Linked DNA regions of Mus musculus: region 2 is linked to region 1. A link is a contact called in public HiChIP or PLAC-seq data. All regions are on one chromosome and are shown on one strand. The core of a region is the stretch at or near the end of the contact, and the rest is flanking DNA. Distances in the headings are between cores, read along the strand shown.

Region 1 (4,083 bases), core at 205-2,704:
ACGCCCTCTTCTGGTGTGCCTGAGGACAGCTACAGTGTACTTAGATATAATAAATAAGTAAATCTAAATAAATAAATAAATAAAACCCCTATTAAAAAGTAAAACACATTCCAGTAGTGCCTTATGTACGTTACAAATCAATAAATTAGTATGTGTAGATATATTTTTAGTGCTGTGGCTTAACTTAGATGGTAGAGAGTTTGTGTAGAATGCCTGTAGCTATGGGTTAATCTACAGCACAGAACCATAGTGGTGCCTGCCTGTAATCTCAGTTACATTCAGAGTTAAAGGAATGTAAATGTCTGTCTTCTGTCTGTCTGTCTCTGTTCCTTTTTCTCTGTGTTTCCCCCTTTTTCTTCCCCATCCCCCACTGCCTGCCTGTCCATCTCATAGCCAGAGTGTCCTTGAACTCACTTTGGAACTGAAGATGGCCCTAAACTTTTGATCTTTCTTCCCCCATCCACTGAGTCCTCAGTAGACCCCATAGGCTGCTTACTGCCTACATATGTTGTTGGTGGTGATTGAACCTGGGTGTTTTTGCTTGTTAAGACCACGTAGTCTGCTGATTTTCCTGTATCAGCCTTTTAATGTAGATCTATACAGATGTTTCTTTCTTTTTTTTTTTTGTTTTTAATATTCTGTAAACATGGGAATTTGCAAAAATCAAAAGTGAATCTTCCAGATTTTTCTCTTGGTTGTCAGTGTAGTGATAGCGATTTGTACTGTCACGAGCTTTGCGTGACGAATGGGAAGGCCCTAAATACAACTTGAGCTGAAGTTGGGGATTAGGTGTGGGATGCATTTAATTCCTCTGTGTGTGTGTTTGTGCATGCGTGCTTTTTAAAATAGGTCCTCGCGCTTGCATTTCTTCCTCTAAAGCTCTAGTACTTCAGCTGACACTGTTTTAATCGATCCCTGTTTCTCTAGAAGTGTTGACATCTACACTTGAATATTTAAACGTAAAATAGGAAGGATGACAGATAGCTCTTAGACTGTACCATGATGGATGCTCTTGCAGTTGAATACTGTTAAGACAAATATTTATAGACGGAGGAGGGTCAAGGGATTGGTAGGAGGCAGGGTACTGTTTCTTAAATCCTTGTTGACTTTTGACGGATTTGATCACCCTTTTTGCCCATCCCTCCCCCCTTTGTTTTTCAGTGTGGCCAGAATAAAAGGCATTGGGATATCGGTTATTCAGTAAGTTGTCTTAATGGCTACCAGCATTAACATTAACGAAACACTTGTGTTTATTGGGGCAAGTAGCTTGTAAGTAAATATCAACTCGATTTAGAGCCAAAGAACAAATATTTTTGGTGAGCCTTGGACCTCCTGTGTCCGAGTGAATGTTTTCAGGCAACCATTTGTTTATAGGAAATGGTTCAGAGTGGAGGAACTTTGGCCCGAGCAGCGGTGGGCAGTGGGACAAACTGGGCAGGGTCTGTTGCTGGTTAGTTCATTTGATTAGAACAGTATGCTAATGAACTCAAGGTCACTGGGCCATCTGTGTATGGGTCAGCTAACCCTGCTGGGATTCCAGACCTTGGCCCGGAGGCTGGGCGATGTATTTGTCCCTGGTCCTGAGGCTGGGGAGTGGATGTATGGATGTGAGCCCATCCACAGACCCTGCGGAAGAACTTGAAACAGATGCTTTGTAAGTTTTGCATAATAAGTGACAATCTTATTGAGAGTCCTGGGAAAAAGTATAAGGAAGGAAACTAAAATCACCTTCTATTCGTGAGCTGACAGAGGTTGCCTGTTGGGTTTTTCCATCGCTGGAGTTCTCTTGGCTTCTTTCTTTTCTCTAAGCCACCCCTCCGTGCTCCTGCCTTTCTTCCCCTTGGATTCCTGGTCAGCTGCTACTACTCCTTAGCGGTCTGCTCTGAATCTGCATCTCTTATCCTTCACCCCCACCTGTGGTGTCTCTCTCTCTCTCTCTCTCTCTCTCTCTCTCTCTCTCTCTCTCTCTCTCTCTCTCTCTCTCTCTCTCTCTCTCTCTCTCTCTCTCTCTCTCCTCTCTCCTCTCTCTCTCTCTCTCTCTCTCTCTCTCTCTCCTCTCTCTCCTCTCTCCTCTCTCCTCTCTTCTCCCTCTCCCCCTCCCCTGAGCTCCAGATTCCGATATTAACACCAGCATCCATACCACCTCCAAATGGGTGTCTCCGCTCAGTTCCAAAGCCCCGGAGTTGTGCTTGTATTTATCTCTATTTCCAGACCTGCCTTCCCATCTGCAGGAGTCTCCCTTCATCCCGTGGTCCATCTGTCTCTCCCCTCCTTTAGGAACCCATCATCTGTCTTCACTGCTCCCCAGAAGATCTCTTGATTTAACTCCATCTTCCCAGACACTGGACCAGTCTGGTCACCAGCAAACCATCACCATTTCCTGTCCCTAGACCTGCTTCCGTCCCTCCAAACCAGGGCCAAGAGAGTCTCCTGGAAAGAACGCTTCCTCTGTGGCCCCTCCCCTGCTGTGGCCCCTCCCCTGCTGTGGCCCCTCCCCTGCTTTACTCCAAGCCAAGCTTGAACGCAGAGGAAGGACATCCTGAGTGCTTTGTTTTGTTTTAACAGAGTAGAGGATCAAATCTGAGGCCTCCCTCCCACACGCTTGGAGGAGTCCAGCTTTGAGCTTCAAATGCCCCAGGACATCCTGATTTCCTTATCTGAAGTCCTGAGGTTTTTCAGTTTGGCTTTGCTTTAGCCTTATACTTAAAATAACCTCGTGCAGAGGGCTACATTTTAGTACAATGGATCTCCTTTCTAACAAACAGCCAAGAGATGTAACTTTACAGCAGGGGATTTTCAGAATTGGGAAATCCCTGCAAGCCAGGATATAGAGTGTTTCTTCCGGGTGCACTGGTTAGTTTGTGTCTTGGGAGTTGGAAGATGGGCAGTAGGCTAGCTCTGCCTCCTGCTGCTTCTTGGGTTTTCCTTTTGTCCTCCTCCGGGCTACATAAGTTAAAGGAAATGATAAAGGCATCGAAGGCCTCTGTTAATGATGTCAGTGTTTGCATAAACATTAACCCATTGTGCTTTGCTGTCTCAGAGGCCCTTTCTTTGCGCTCCAGACCTTGGTCAGGGAAGCTGTGTAAAGTCTTTTGGTTATTTATGATCACTGAAGAATTTGCTAGTGTGTTCAAGTATTTTACTTTCAGAAAAACAAACGACCTATCTACGTGACTGGGTGTTTTTACCAGACTCTCAGGCGTTACGGGAGTTACTGTTCTTTTTCCTCCTCCTCCTCCTCCTTCTCCTCTTTTTTTTTTAATAAACATAACCAATTTTTTTAATATAAGATTTATTTATCTATTTTATATATGAGTGCAGTGTCGCTGTCTCTAGAAGAGGGCATCAGATCCCAATACAGATGGTTGTGAGCTACCATGTGGTTGCTGGGAATTGAACTCAGGACCTCTGGTAGAGCAGCTAGTACTTTTAACCCCTGAGCCATCTCTCCAGCCCCTGTACATCTTCACTACTTAGTAACTGATAAGGTTAGAAACATGGACATTGCCCTGGAAACCCTGCTTTCATAAAGTTTTACAAAGTTACAAACAACAGCAACACCAACAAACCAAACTTACAGATACCCTTGCTTTTATTTATTCTTACTTAAAAAGGATGTGGCAGACCTATCTTACCCCAGCACTTGGGATGCGGAGGCAGGGGAATCTCTGTGAGTTAAAGCTCAGCCTGGACTATAGTGCGTCCCTACTCACTGAATAGTAACTCAGTATAGACTTTTTTTTTTTTTTAAATTGAAGACCAGGTCTTTCTAGGTAGACCAGGCTAGCCTGGAGCTCACAAATATCCCCCTGCCTCTGCCTGGATTTGTTTTTTTTTTTTTTATTTTAATGTAAACACATAGAAACATACACAGCAAATAATTCAGGTGCTTCCTCCCCCAGTCTCCTCCTCCATGTAGTCCTCCATTTAGAAACATATTACAGTAAATAGTTACATCCGGCTTGAAGCCCTCTCTTCCTTCTGCTCTCTCTTTTGGGATTACAATGTGTGTTATCACGGACTTTTAGGTTTCCGCTTGACAGTCTTGGGTCGCAAATGTTGCGTGTGAGCTGTAGCTCATAA
Region 2 (4,468 bases), core at 1,824-4,323, 220 kb before region 1:
AGAAATCTCTAACAGAGCTTAGAAGAAGTCACTGGCTCCAACTTGTTGGGAACAACCAAAAGAAACTTACTCTAAGTACTACTGTTTCAGACTCCATTTAATCATAGGGAGAAACTAAACTAGGACCTACGGGAGCTGGGGACTTCCCAAAAGCTGAACAGCTTCTGTTGTAAGTTCACAGTTGTCTGAGTCCAGACATCTCAGGGTCAACTTTTCCATCTTGCAGGCAGGGTCAAAGTTCTTGTTCCCAGCCCCAGGAACCAACTCCTATCCCTACTGATGGACACTCCCTTGTTCAACTTATGTTAAAATATGATTGGTCAATACCAGAGCCCACACTACTTCCCCCTTGCTTTATGGTTTCATCCTTTAAATATGCTATACAAGGTCCCTTCAGGGTCATAATTAGCTCCTGAGTCTGTTCTTCAGCCCTGATAGATCAAGAGCAGCTTGATTACCATAAACTTTTGACATCTGCATTGACCTGATGTTTGAGTAATATTGGCTGTAGGTTGGATTTAAGCGGACCCCACAACAAAACTGATCTCAACTGAACCAGACAACAAACATCATTGTTTATCAACCAATATATGGATTATTTCAACCTTTATAGTACATTTTAGGAAGTTGCTTTCAATTTCTGTATTTACTGCTGTGGTACTTTGAATAAAAATGTTCCCCATAGGCCCATAGGGTGTGGAACTATTAGGAGGCATGGCCTTGTTGGAGTAAGTGTGGCCTTATTGTAGAAAGTGTGTCACTAGGGGTGGGCTTTGAGATTTCAGAAACTCAAGCCAGACCCAGTGTCATCTTGCTTCCTCTGCCTATGGATCCAGATATAGAACTCTCAACTCCTTCTCCAGCGCCATGTCTGCCTGCATGCCGCCATGCTTCCTGCCATGATGATAATGGACTAAACCTCTGAACCCATAATCCCACCCCCAATTAAATGCTTGTCTTTATAAGAGTTGCCATGGTTTTTCATAGCAATAGAAACCCTAAAGACAGCTGCTTTTAGCAAATGATATACATGCATTATCTGGGTCAAGGGCATGTAAGGGTACATAACATAAGATTACAACTTTTTATTAGCTTAGCTTGTAAAAGATGTTTACATAGGAAGTCCAAGGCAAGTAAGGTTTGTTCTCTGAAAGGCAGGTTAAATAAACAGCACAAGTACAGAGCAGGATAGCCGACTTTAGTCTTCAGTGACCTCAAGGTGTAGTATTAGCTCGGCTGTGAGGTCCAGCAGAAAGTCCAGTCTTGTAGGGTGCTAAGAGTTGTTTTCAGAACTGAGATGATTACATAGACTAAATTTTTCAAGCTATGGCAAGGGCTGAGTATCTAGTTTGTTATAGCATGGTTGAGTTTGTCAGTTTTGCTTCCTGTCAGGCATACTTTTTGTTTTCTGGTCTGAGTCTCTGTTTGACCCTCTGCAAGGTCAAAGGCTATGTAGTAGCCACCAGCCTCAGACTTGCAGATTTTCCTGTCTAGGATTCCAGAGTCCTGGGATTTCAGTGTTGTGCCACCTTGCCTGACTTATTAGGGTTGAATGTTTCCTAGAGGTATGTGTGTTGGAGGCCTGGTCCCCAGGGTGGCAGTGTTGACAGACAGCAAAACCTTTAAGAGATGGACCCCCAATGGAGTCCTGTCACTCAAAGAGTTGAAGATAGTTTTCATGAGATGTATTTTTCCTAAGAGGAGTGTTAAAGAAAATAATATTGGTCCAGACAGCTCTCTGGTTTACTCCAAGATTTGAGCCATTGTCCCTGTTCGCACTTCTGCTATGATGTGACAGCATCCACCATCAGGGATCAACAGAAGCCAAACCATCAGACTTTGCACTTCTAACTCTGAGACCTAAATAAACATCCTTTCCTTCATAAGTCTGCCTGTCTCTAACATTTCATTATGGCAATAAGAAGTCATTCATACCAGATTGCAATACTTCACATCCCAGAATCAACTGGGCCCAATGGGTACTAAGCATTTAATTTCTGTGCATATAACATCTTCATGCGGTTCACAGTAGTTTGATGTTTTGGTTTTGTTTTTTAAATCTGGTAGTGAGGCTCAAACCCCAGCCCTCCCATCTGCTGGGCAGACACTCACTGAATCACGCCCTCTACTCACACCTGATGTTTTTATATCCAGGCTCATTTCAACCTCACTTCCACATCTAGAGAAGTCCCTGTGCTTCTCCAATTTGTACCTCAGTAACAATAGAATAGCTTGTTAATGCACAAGTCTTAATTACTGTTCCCCTGCTGTAATGAGACACCACGGCCACAGAAACTTTTATAAAGGAAATCATTTAATTGGGGCTGACTTATAATTCCAGGGGTTTAGTCCATTATCATCATGGCAGGAAGCATGGCGGCATGCAGGCAGACATGGTGCTGGAGGAGCTAAGAGTTCTATATCCAGATCGGCAAGCTACAGGGAAAGACGCTAAACTAGGACTGGGCTTTTGAAACTTCAAAGCCTAGTGACACACTTCCTCCGATGAAGCCACACCTCCTAGTCCTTTCAAGTAGTGTCACCCTCTAAGCATTTAAATATATAAACATATGGGAGCCATTACTATTCAAACCACCACAGAAGAGAAACACATCTCTGTGGCCAGCCATCAGGTTTATCCATCCAATACTTAAAAACTTTCACTATGAATAGTTTTAAATACATTATTCATCAAGGCATCTTCTGGCATTTCCTAAGCAGTATTTAATGGCTAGGTGAGATGAAGGGCAGGGAAAGATTTCAGTTACGTTTGTCTTTTCTCTCCGCTAACAGAAAAAGCAAAAGACCGTACATCACAGGGAAGAGACTGTTGTAAGAACAGCACAGTTGGCAGAGAGAGGAAAGGCTCCGGCCCTCCACCGCCAGCATGATGTAGGCAATGATGAGTTGGGTATGAGCCCAAGTGAGGGCTCTATAAAGCAGCCGCAGGGGCCAGGATCTGATACATACGTTGGCAAAAGTGTGAATCAGATAATCGGCTTTCACCATTACAGACCAGCACAGGAAGCCGAACACCTGACCTGGGTGGAGCCCGTGCCACCAGGCAGAGAAGGCAAATGTCTGCAGCAGGGGCCAGCGCCGGCTCTTCCGGAAGACGAGCCTCCTGAGCCACAGAGCTGTGCTTCGGTTCCACTGCCTGGCGAACAGGGAGATCCTGTGGGTAGTTTCCAGGGTCCAAATGTCCACGTCGGGGACGTATCCCTCCTCTCCAGGCCCCTGGCCAGCCTCAGCGCCAAAGCCCGCCGCGTGGAGGAGAGAGTCGTCCAGGATCCAATGGGAGTAATAGGTGAGTTTAAAGAGCCAGGCTGTGGACCACATGAGGTAGATGCACTCCAGCCGCTGGCAGTCATCCAGTCCAGCTCCAGCACTCACCGCGCTCCTCAGCGCCACCTTGAGGCACTCCAGCCCGAGAATCTGCAGACCCCTCCAGGTCAGAGCCCGAAAAGAGATACTCGGATACAAAGAGCTTGATCTTTGAACGCAAGCCTGAAACCTCCGGAAGGAACACAGGGAGCCTCCCAGGAGAGCAGGGAAAAAGAGCAAGTAGCTGAAATGAGGTAGAGCATCCCACAGGTGCTCAGAGAAAGAACTCTTGCTCCTGATGCCCCGCCTCGGGGCCTCCACCTTCCCTTCACAAATGTCCAGTGAGAGGGATGTGACTCTCTGCGTCAAGAGCATGAGGGAAGAAAGAGTGATGTAGAACCTGAAAGACATTTAAATAAACATGTATGTGAAGCCACGCCATATTTATTGTCTCACACTTGTTCTCTCGCCTCCAACCTGCCCACAGATCTCATAGCAAATCACGCTCCACAAACACTCTTAGAATCTTTCAGAACCGTGCATTATTCCAGGGCAAAACCACTAATTATCCCAGGCCGGGTATCACACTCCTTTAATCCCAGCATCTCAGCATGCGGAGGCAAAGGCAGTTGGATCTCTGAGTTCGAGGCTAGCATGGTTTTCAGAGCAAGAACTACACAGTCAGAACTACACAGAGAAAACCTTACCCCAACCCATCTGACTCATATTTATGCTGTCATGTGGTTGCTGGGAATTGAACTCAGGACCTCTGGAAGAGCAGTCAGTGCTCTTAGCCATTGAGCTATCTCTCCACCTCCTGGTTATAATATTTTAGAATAGCTTATAAACGGCTGGAGAGATAGCTCAGTGGGCACTTGAGACTGACAACCACAGTTCAATTCCCAGGTCCCACGTGGTTAAAAAAAAAAAGAAAGAAAGAAAAGAAAAGAAAATGAAAATGAAAAAAACCACCTAACTCCCAAAAGTTGCTCTCTGAACTCCATAGGAGTACTGTGTTGTGTACAACAAATCAATCATAAATAAATTAATTAAAAATGTTCCTTTAAAAAGAGAACGGCTTACAAATATTAGGATCAGACCTGGTGTGGTGACACATACTACATTCAAGAGGCTGGGTCAGGAG

Evidence for each region. HiChIP or PLAC-seq counts read pairs in DNA pulled down with a chosen protein or histone mark.
Region 2: an H3K27ac HiChIP or PLAC-seq map of embryonic stem cells shows a contact between it and region 1, with 7 read pairs. The contact joins two enhancer-like sites. A contact is called at or near these places in 1 of 39 promoter capture datasets (neutrophils), 2 of 115 datasets of contacts at active chromatin or transcription factors (embryonic stem cells and pancreatic cancer cells) and 3 of 9 other capture datasets (adipose tissue, liver and pancreatic islet).

What each region holds. Positions count from the first base shown.
Region 1 is chr8:33,901,357-33,905,439 of GRCm38.p6, reverse strand. The region is part of intron 1 of Rbpms (RNA binding protein gene with multiple splicing); the gene reads left to right. Among named protein-coding and RNA genes, the nearest start is that of Gm51528, 20 kb to the left of the region's middle. RefSeq lists an enhancer at 1-1,619. Within about 2 kb of position 1,454, at least 173 of the 459 cell types and tissues checked have an H3K27ac peak or open chromatin away from gene starts, as enhancers often do. A contact at or near this core is called in embryonic stem cells and pancreatic islet, where this site is marked.
Region 2 is chr8:34,123,011-34,127,478 of GRCm38.p6, reverse strand. Mboat4 (membrane bound O-acyltransferase domain containing 4) reads right to left here. Exons shown (of 3, transcript NM_001126314.2): 3 at 2,294-3,724. The coding sequence ends at 2,761. Among named protein-coding and RNA genes, the nearest start is that of Gm39158, 4.4 kb to the right of the region's middle. Within about 2 kb of position 3,073, at least 108 of the 459 cell types and tissues checked have an H3K27ac peak or open chromatin away from gene starts, as enhancers often do. A contact at or near this core is called in embryonic stem cells and pancreatic islet, where this site is marked.